2 separate regions of the Mus musculus genome follow, and region 2 is linked to region 1. The links are chromatin contacts, called in public Hi-C maps. All regions are on one chromosome and are shown on one strand. Each heading gives the region's core, a stretch centred on a gene start, on an enhancer-like site or on the middle of the called end of the contact. The rest is flanking DNA. Distances are from core to core; before and after follow the strand shown.

Region 1 (3,256 bases), core at 626-3,125:
CTGCCTTCATGTTCAAGAAGCGCTCCCACCCCCAAATGCTGGAGATTGCAACGTCCAATTTTCTTTTTCCCTCATCACACACTATAAAAAGGGTTAATAAAAATTATGTTTATAGTTCCTATTTGGCTTCAGGCCCCTGGAGAAGACTGGGGTGCCTATTTTGCACATCAAAGCAGACCTGGCCCCCAGGTTCTCCTAGCATCCCTGAGTCCCTGGCTAGCACATTCTGCAATGCTGGGCTGCTCATTTAGGTCTCCCCCCACACCCGCTCCTCTCCCTTGCCATGGAGACTGGCTTCCCTGGCCTCCTTCTTTGGGGCAAGTGAACTTAACTTGCCTGCCTGAGATTACCTGTATTTAATATAATCTAATCTGGCATGAATTGGCTTATTTCACTGGCAGAGAAATCAATTACCAGTTGATGCATTATGATCCACAGATTTGTGCTCAGTATCCAACATTTTTACTGATTGTCAATTCATTTTGGATCTGCTTTCTGTGGACTAAGTCGTGTTCTGACATTCCATGGCACGTGATGTTTTCAAAATTGAAGTAATCTAATTTTGCTTCTAAGCCTTTTCTCATAATTTAATACTTTTGCACAGCATAAGACAGAGATTCACATCTCTCACATCTGGATTAACTGTGAGCAGCAACACCAAAGGTCTTTCCAGGACCAGCAATTATATATTCAAAACAGATTTAGATATGGAAACAAAGGTGTCTTATTGTTCCTCTGTTAGACAAGATGCTACAAGATGCAGGGGAAATGGAGCAGTAATAATGCCGAGTTTACTCTAGGTGTAATGAAGGAGCCACTGTCAGAGGCCATCAATCACAACCCCACATCTGCCACTTGTGTGATCCTGAGACAAATGAAAATATCATCTGTGAGGAGGAGTCACACTTCAAGGGGACCAATGGTCAAGATGGCACATTCGACTGTTCACTTATTTCCTAAAGCAAAGAACATGACTCCTAACACCCTCAACTTTGCTATCTTATTTACTTCCACTAAGATAGACTATTCACGGTGAATACTCCTGGTTCTTTTATTTTGGTTTTTCGAGACAGGGGTTCTCTGTGTATCCCTGGCTATCCTGGAGAACTCACTCTTTAACCCAAGCTGGTCTCGAATTCAGAAATCCTCCTGACTCTGCCTCCCAAGCGCTGAGATTAAAGGCGTGTGCCGCCACTACCTGGTTTATCCTTTTCATAGTAGTAGTCTAAGTCCTGGCGCTGATATTTATTACTGGGCATGTGATTTGGTTCTTGGATTTCTCATTTGTAGACTGAGGATAACATGATCCTGCAGACGAGTCCTCAGGAATCTTCATCACCATGCTCAAACAGCAATTGGCCTGAGCAAGATCTGTCACACAGAGTATGACAATTTGAGTTCATTAAACCTGTCACATTTACCATTTGCATGCCTCATGCTCCCTCCCCTCCCCACCCCACCCGACCCCCGCCTTCCATGGGGTGTGAATAAACCTCAACACAGTCACAATTTGTCCCAGATTCTACCTGATTTGCCACTACCGCAGCTTCTGGCTAGCTTGTCACCTGCCCAAGCCTGTGTCTGTGTGTCTGTGTGTCTGTGTGTTGGGGAGGAGGAGAGATATGCTTATCTCTTACTGATGTGACAATGTAAGGAGAGTTAGGGAACTGGTTTTGTTGTCTGAGGCCTAAAGCCTATACAACAAGTATCACACTACTACTTTGTAAATGAATCATGGTCAAAACCCAGTTCTAAGATGTGGACAGGCAGCAGTGTCCTCCTGACCTAGAAAAGGAAGGTCCTCCACTGCCTAAGCCTGAAAGGGAGCGGCACAGTCCTGTCATTTCAGTGGAATAGACTTGGACTTACTAATATAAATAGACTTACTAATCCCAGAAACCTGCTGGAAAGCAAATCCCTGGAACCAGAGCTGAAGCCGTGCAGAGGGTGGGGTTAGGGGCAGGTCAGTGCCATTAACACAGTTATGCCTGCTAACAAGTATTTTAATAAGATGTCCTAGGAAGGAGGAATGAAACTTTGATTTGCAAACAAAAGAGGCTTTTCAAATGAATCTTGCTGTAACCCTCCTGCTATTTTATAGCAGCAATACACCCAACACCAAACATAACCAAAAAGTCATGCCATGTGTTAAATGGGAAAAAAAGAGTGATTGGGAAAAGACGACAAAGCCAAGGACAAGGTATATTTTGTACTCGACAGCTCATTAATTTTAAGTGTCGTGGGAACCTGCCAGTTTTATCCCTCCAAGTAATTATCTTTTGTCTTAATTTGTAAGATTTTCAAGAAAGGGACAGAAGGGAAAGAGAGGGTAAAAAAAGAAAACTTCACTTTCTGTGAGCATGAGACAGAAAGGCATCAATGTATAGAAGGTCTCTACACAGTGTCCCCAATTAAAAGAAATAATTGGACTAGTTTCTTTAAGCATCCAGCATAGCAAGCCATATTAGGAAACTGTATTGTCCTGGAATACAAATAGCTTTACATTAATGAACAGAGACTGATATATTGATTTGTATACACTTACTCTGAAAGTTAAATGCTCTATAGACAAGTGGTTTCATACCACAACAAACAAAGTCTTTAAATCTTAAGGCTGATATTCTCATTGAAGGTCACTTCATTCTTGAAAGGGAAAGATTTCCATCAAATGAGTGAGGAGTGAAAGACACAGGCAAAAGAAGTTTTGTTAGCTACGTCCTCTCCTGCAAGGATGTTTGAAGAGGAAAACTGTATTTCCATGGGAAATTCACGTTTACAGTTCCCAGGGGTCCGACACGAATGGCGCTGTCCATGAGCTCTGTTCAAACACTGAGCTCTCAGCAGGGTAAGGCAACCTATCGAAGGTGTATCTAAAACCCTCACATACAAAGTCTCAGACACACCAACACGCCTATGCTGGATTCCCTCAAGGACAAACCAGCTGCCCCCATCATCTGCTTTCTAAAGCATGCTCAAGTGTTTTGCATCAAGTATATAGAGTGTCTTATGTTCTTCAGAGAAAGAAGCGATACAAATATAACAAGGATGATCTTTTTTGAATGTTTTACCCTGGAAAGATGCTGACAAAGCCAACAATCTGGACTCTCATCCTATCTCAGCAATTACTCCTAATACACAGGACAAATGACAGAGGCAAGTAGTTATTAGGTATGTAGTAAAAAAGCAGTCTCTGATATTTGTTGCTTCCTATTTGGAAACTACTCCGTGTCTCATGTGCAAGCTGATGAAGAAACCC
Region 2 (3,273 bases), core at 263-2,762, 76 kb before region 1:
TTTTTAAGGGGGGGGGTGTTTATTTTATTTTTAATCATGTTTGTGTGTGGTATGTGTACATGTTAGTTAGTGTAGGTGCCCCTGTGGAGCACAGAAGGGGACATTGGAGTCACAGACAGTTGCAAGCCACCTAATGTGGATTCTGGGTCCTCTGAAAGAACTGCATGTGCTCTTAACTGCAACAACAATTTAAAAACTTGTCTTCTTGGCCAGTGATTTGGACTTGACAGTTATTTCTCGTTTTTGTGTTTACTTTCAGCTCATTTAGAGACAAGTTTTGAAGAGGTAGAGAACCATTTGCTGCACCTGGAGGACTTGTGTGGGCAGTGTGAGTTAGAAAGACACAAGCAGGCCCAGGCCCAACACCTGGAGAGCTACAAGAAAAGTAAGAGGTGAGTTTAAGACTTGGGCTGCAACATGGTAACCTCAAAGTGTTCCACATTGATTATGTGCTATTCTTTATTTAAAAAGTATTACATTTGTTTGTTTAGTTTGAGTGAGTGTGTGTGTGTGTTTGTGAGACAGAGAGAGAGAGAGAAAGAGAGAGAGAGACAGACAGACAGACAGAGAGAGAGTCAGTGCTAGGACAATTTGTGAGAGATGTTTCTCTGCTATCATAAAGCTCCTCTGGTTATCAGGCAAATGCTTTTACCCACCAAGCCCTCTTCCTTCCCATGCTATTCTTCATCTGCTTTGATTGGTAAAGATAGAGCTCCCAGCCTGTACTGTTCATTTACAGTGTTGCCGGCTAGTGCTGAGCTGTCAGAAGCCTGGGCAGCTTGGAGAGGGGTTCTGAGAAAGGGGTGTTTAGAGTGGCGAAAGAATGACTTGAAGTCAATCATGGGGTACAAGCTTCTAGTCTGGTGGCTCCCTAGACAGCTCTCTGTAGATAGCTCTTGGCTCTGTAGTCTGCTTGAGATAGCTCCTTGCTAGAGACAGTTTTCTTCTGTTAGAAAAAATTTAAACACTCTCTGGATAGCTCATGAGTTTTCTGACCAGAGTCAGAAAAACTGCTAGAAACAAGCTTGGATGTTTCCGAAATCCTGCTAGAAACAGTCTAACAGAGCTGCATTCACTCTCGAAGGAGCTCTCTCTGGGCAGCAGCTCTCAGAGACTACAGCCCAGGCTCTTATGGACGCATCAATTCAGTCTTTTACTCCAGGTTCACTAGCCCATGAATCAGCGTTTTATGACCTCAGCAGGTATCTGGCAAATGAACTCAGAGATCTGCTGCCTTTGTAAGCAAGCATCAGCAATAAATTTAGCTGGGTGAGATCCTGCCCTGCGATCACCACTCCCTAAATCTTTTTATCTCCTTCTTTCATATCTTTCTGACAAGCCGGCTCATAGAGCAGCTGCCTCTGTTCTTTTAGCCTGTCATATAACTCATATTCCATCCTTGTATTTTGCATAATTGAGAAATTACACATTCTTGAATGCATGCTTTCCCACAGCCTTAAGGGCTAGCTAGTCATAGCCTTTACCATTTTGCCAAGGACACTGGACACACCCTCACCTCCTGAACTTGTGCCGTCTCTGATTAACATGGAGTCATTCATCTCGGCAGAGAGGACATTCCCCTGAAGGAGGAACATAAAGTAAAATACACAAATAAGCCATATGCCTAGCAACTGTGAACACTTGTGAAGGTCCATGCCCTGCTGCAGGGGCGGGAAGTGTCACATTGTCCCTTGCTCATGCTTGTGCAGGACTCAGCTCAGGGTAAAGCATGAATGCTCCTGTCAGGAGGGAGAATGGGGCAGCGGGCAGAGCTCTTAGAGTTAATCCCGGCTGCCTTGCTCCAGTGGCAGGTGACTGAGCAGCTCTTTCTTTAGCTCTTATCCCTTTAGTAGGACACTCAGAGTGAAGGGAGCCTGAACCTGTCTCCTACTAAATGAAAATTAATCTCTTAGCCTCAATGCCACTGGTTTCTAGTGGGAATACACCAGTCTTAAGTACTGTAAGATTGGATGTTAAGAAAAGCATTTTGCATGGGGAGGTGATGGGTCATCATATTGTTGTTAAAGTTTTCTTGAATGTTGAGGGTGGCTTAAGTTCCCCATGTGTCTGTCTGGATGTGTCTCAAGTGTTGGTCAGCTCTAAGAATCACATGGGAGGGAGATTGGTATTGAGATTTTTTTTTTTTTTTTTGGTTTTTCGAGACAGGGTTTCTCTGTGTAGCCCTGGCTGTCCTGGAACTCACTCTGTAGTCCAGGCTGGCCTCGAACTCAGAAATCCGCCTGCCTCTGCCTCCTGAGTGCTGGGATTAAACGCCACCACGCCCGGCTGGTATTGAGATTCTTGAACTGTCCAGAGTTCATCACAGTGGTGTTGCTTACCGTCAGCTTCCCAGTTGGTGTGGATGTGCAAGCTTGAGGGACTGCTGAGCAGGGTGTGCAGCCTACACATGAAAAAGAGCTCCCGACAGCCACCTGTCATACCGGTCACCAAGGGTTGGGTACATGTGATTCCTCGTAGAAGTGGGTTTTACATATTTCATGTGGCCTTCCAAGGTTATCAGATTGTGTGTCGGGGGCAGCACTGAGAATCCTCTCACTCATCAGAAGGTCTTTGGCATGAGCAGGTAGCCATATGACCTAGGGGATTTAAGAAGTAGAGGGGCTAGTCTCCGACTTTACAGTTAGTAGTGGGTAAGTACTCTGTTGGGAAGAAGGTTCATTTGGTACAGCTAGTTTCAAAAAACATGGTAGAAAGCTTTGGGCCTTTGAAATTTTTACAGTTTGGATACTGGTTCTGTGACTTTAGAGAATGGTCTCTTTGTAATATGGGCTAGTAATGGTGTCTACAGCATTGTTTTATCATTGTGTTAGCAAAGTGCTTGAAATAGTGTGTGGTACCTGGTAAGCATCCTGATGGTGTTGGCCAGCACTGGCTTACAAGTGTGTAGGTTAATTCTACAGTCAACTTGGCACAAGCTCTGGTCATCTCAAAAGAGGTAAGAGGATGCCTCCACCAGAGTGGCCTGTGGACAAGTGATTAAGGAGTGATGGTTGGTGCCACCCCTGGGCATGGTGTATAAGAAAGTAGAATGAGCAAGGCATAGTGGACAAGCCAGTAAGCGGTGTTCTTCCATAACCTCTGCTTCAGTCCCTGCCCTGACTTCCCTCTGTAATGGACTGCAAGCCAAGAGAAAGTCTTTCCCCCCAAGTTGCTTTTGGTCATTGTGTTTTATCCCAGCAATAGAAACCCTAACTAAGACACAGTATAAGGTGTGCGGCTGAAATAGGTAACTGTTCCATGTTTTCATTTTCA

The links. A called contact is a pair of places that touch in the nucleus more often than the background predicts.
Region 2: a Hi-C map of rod photoreceptor shows a contact between it and region 1, with 2.6 times the contacts expected there. The contact joins two enhancer-like sites. A contact is called at or near these places in 10 of 484 Hi-C or Micro-C datasets (bone marrow-derived macrophages, cerebral cortex, colon epithelium and 6 more), 1 of 115 datasets of contacts at active chromatin or transcription factors (the HPC-7 cell line) and 2 of 9 other capture datasets (adipose tissue and embryonic stem cells).

What each region holds. Positions count from the first base shown.
Region 1 is chr13:44,891,195-44,894,450 of GRCm38.p6, reverse strand. All of the region lies in intron 5 of Jarid2 (jumonji, AT rich interactive domain 2), which reads right to left. Among named protein-coding and RNA genes, the nearest start is that of Dtnbp1, 110 kb to the left of the region's middle. Within about 2 kb of position 1,875, at least 7 of the 459 cell types and tissues checked have an H3K27ac peak or open chromatin away from gene starts, as enhancers often do. A contact at or near this core is called in rod photoreceptor, where this site is marked.
Region 2 is chr13:44,967,165-44,970,437 of GRCm38.p6, reverse strand. It overlaps Dtnbp1 (dystrobrevin binding protein 1), which reads left to right. Exons shown (of 10, transcript NM_025772.4): 6 at 260-392. Among named protein-coding and RNA genes, the nearest start is that of Dtnbp1, 33 kb to the left of the region's middle. Within about 2 kb of position 1,512, at least 10 of the 459 cell types and tissues checked have an H3K27ac peak or open chromatin away from gene starts, as enhancers often do. A contact at or near this core is called in rod photoreceptor, where this site is marked.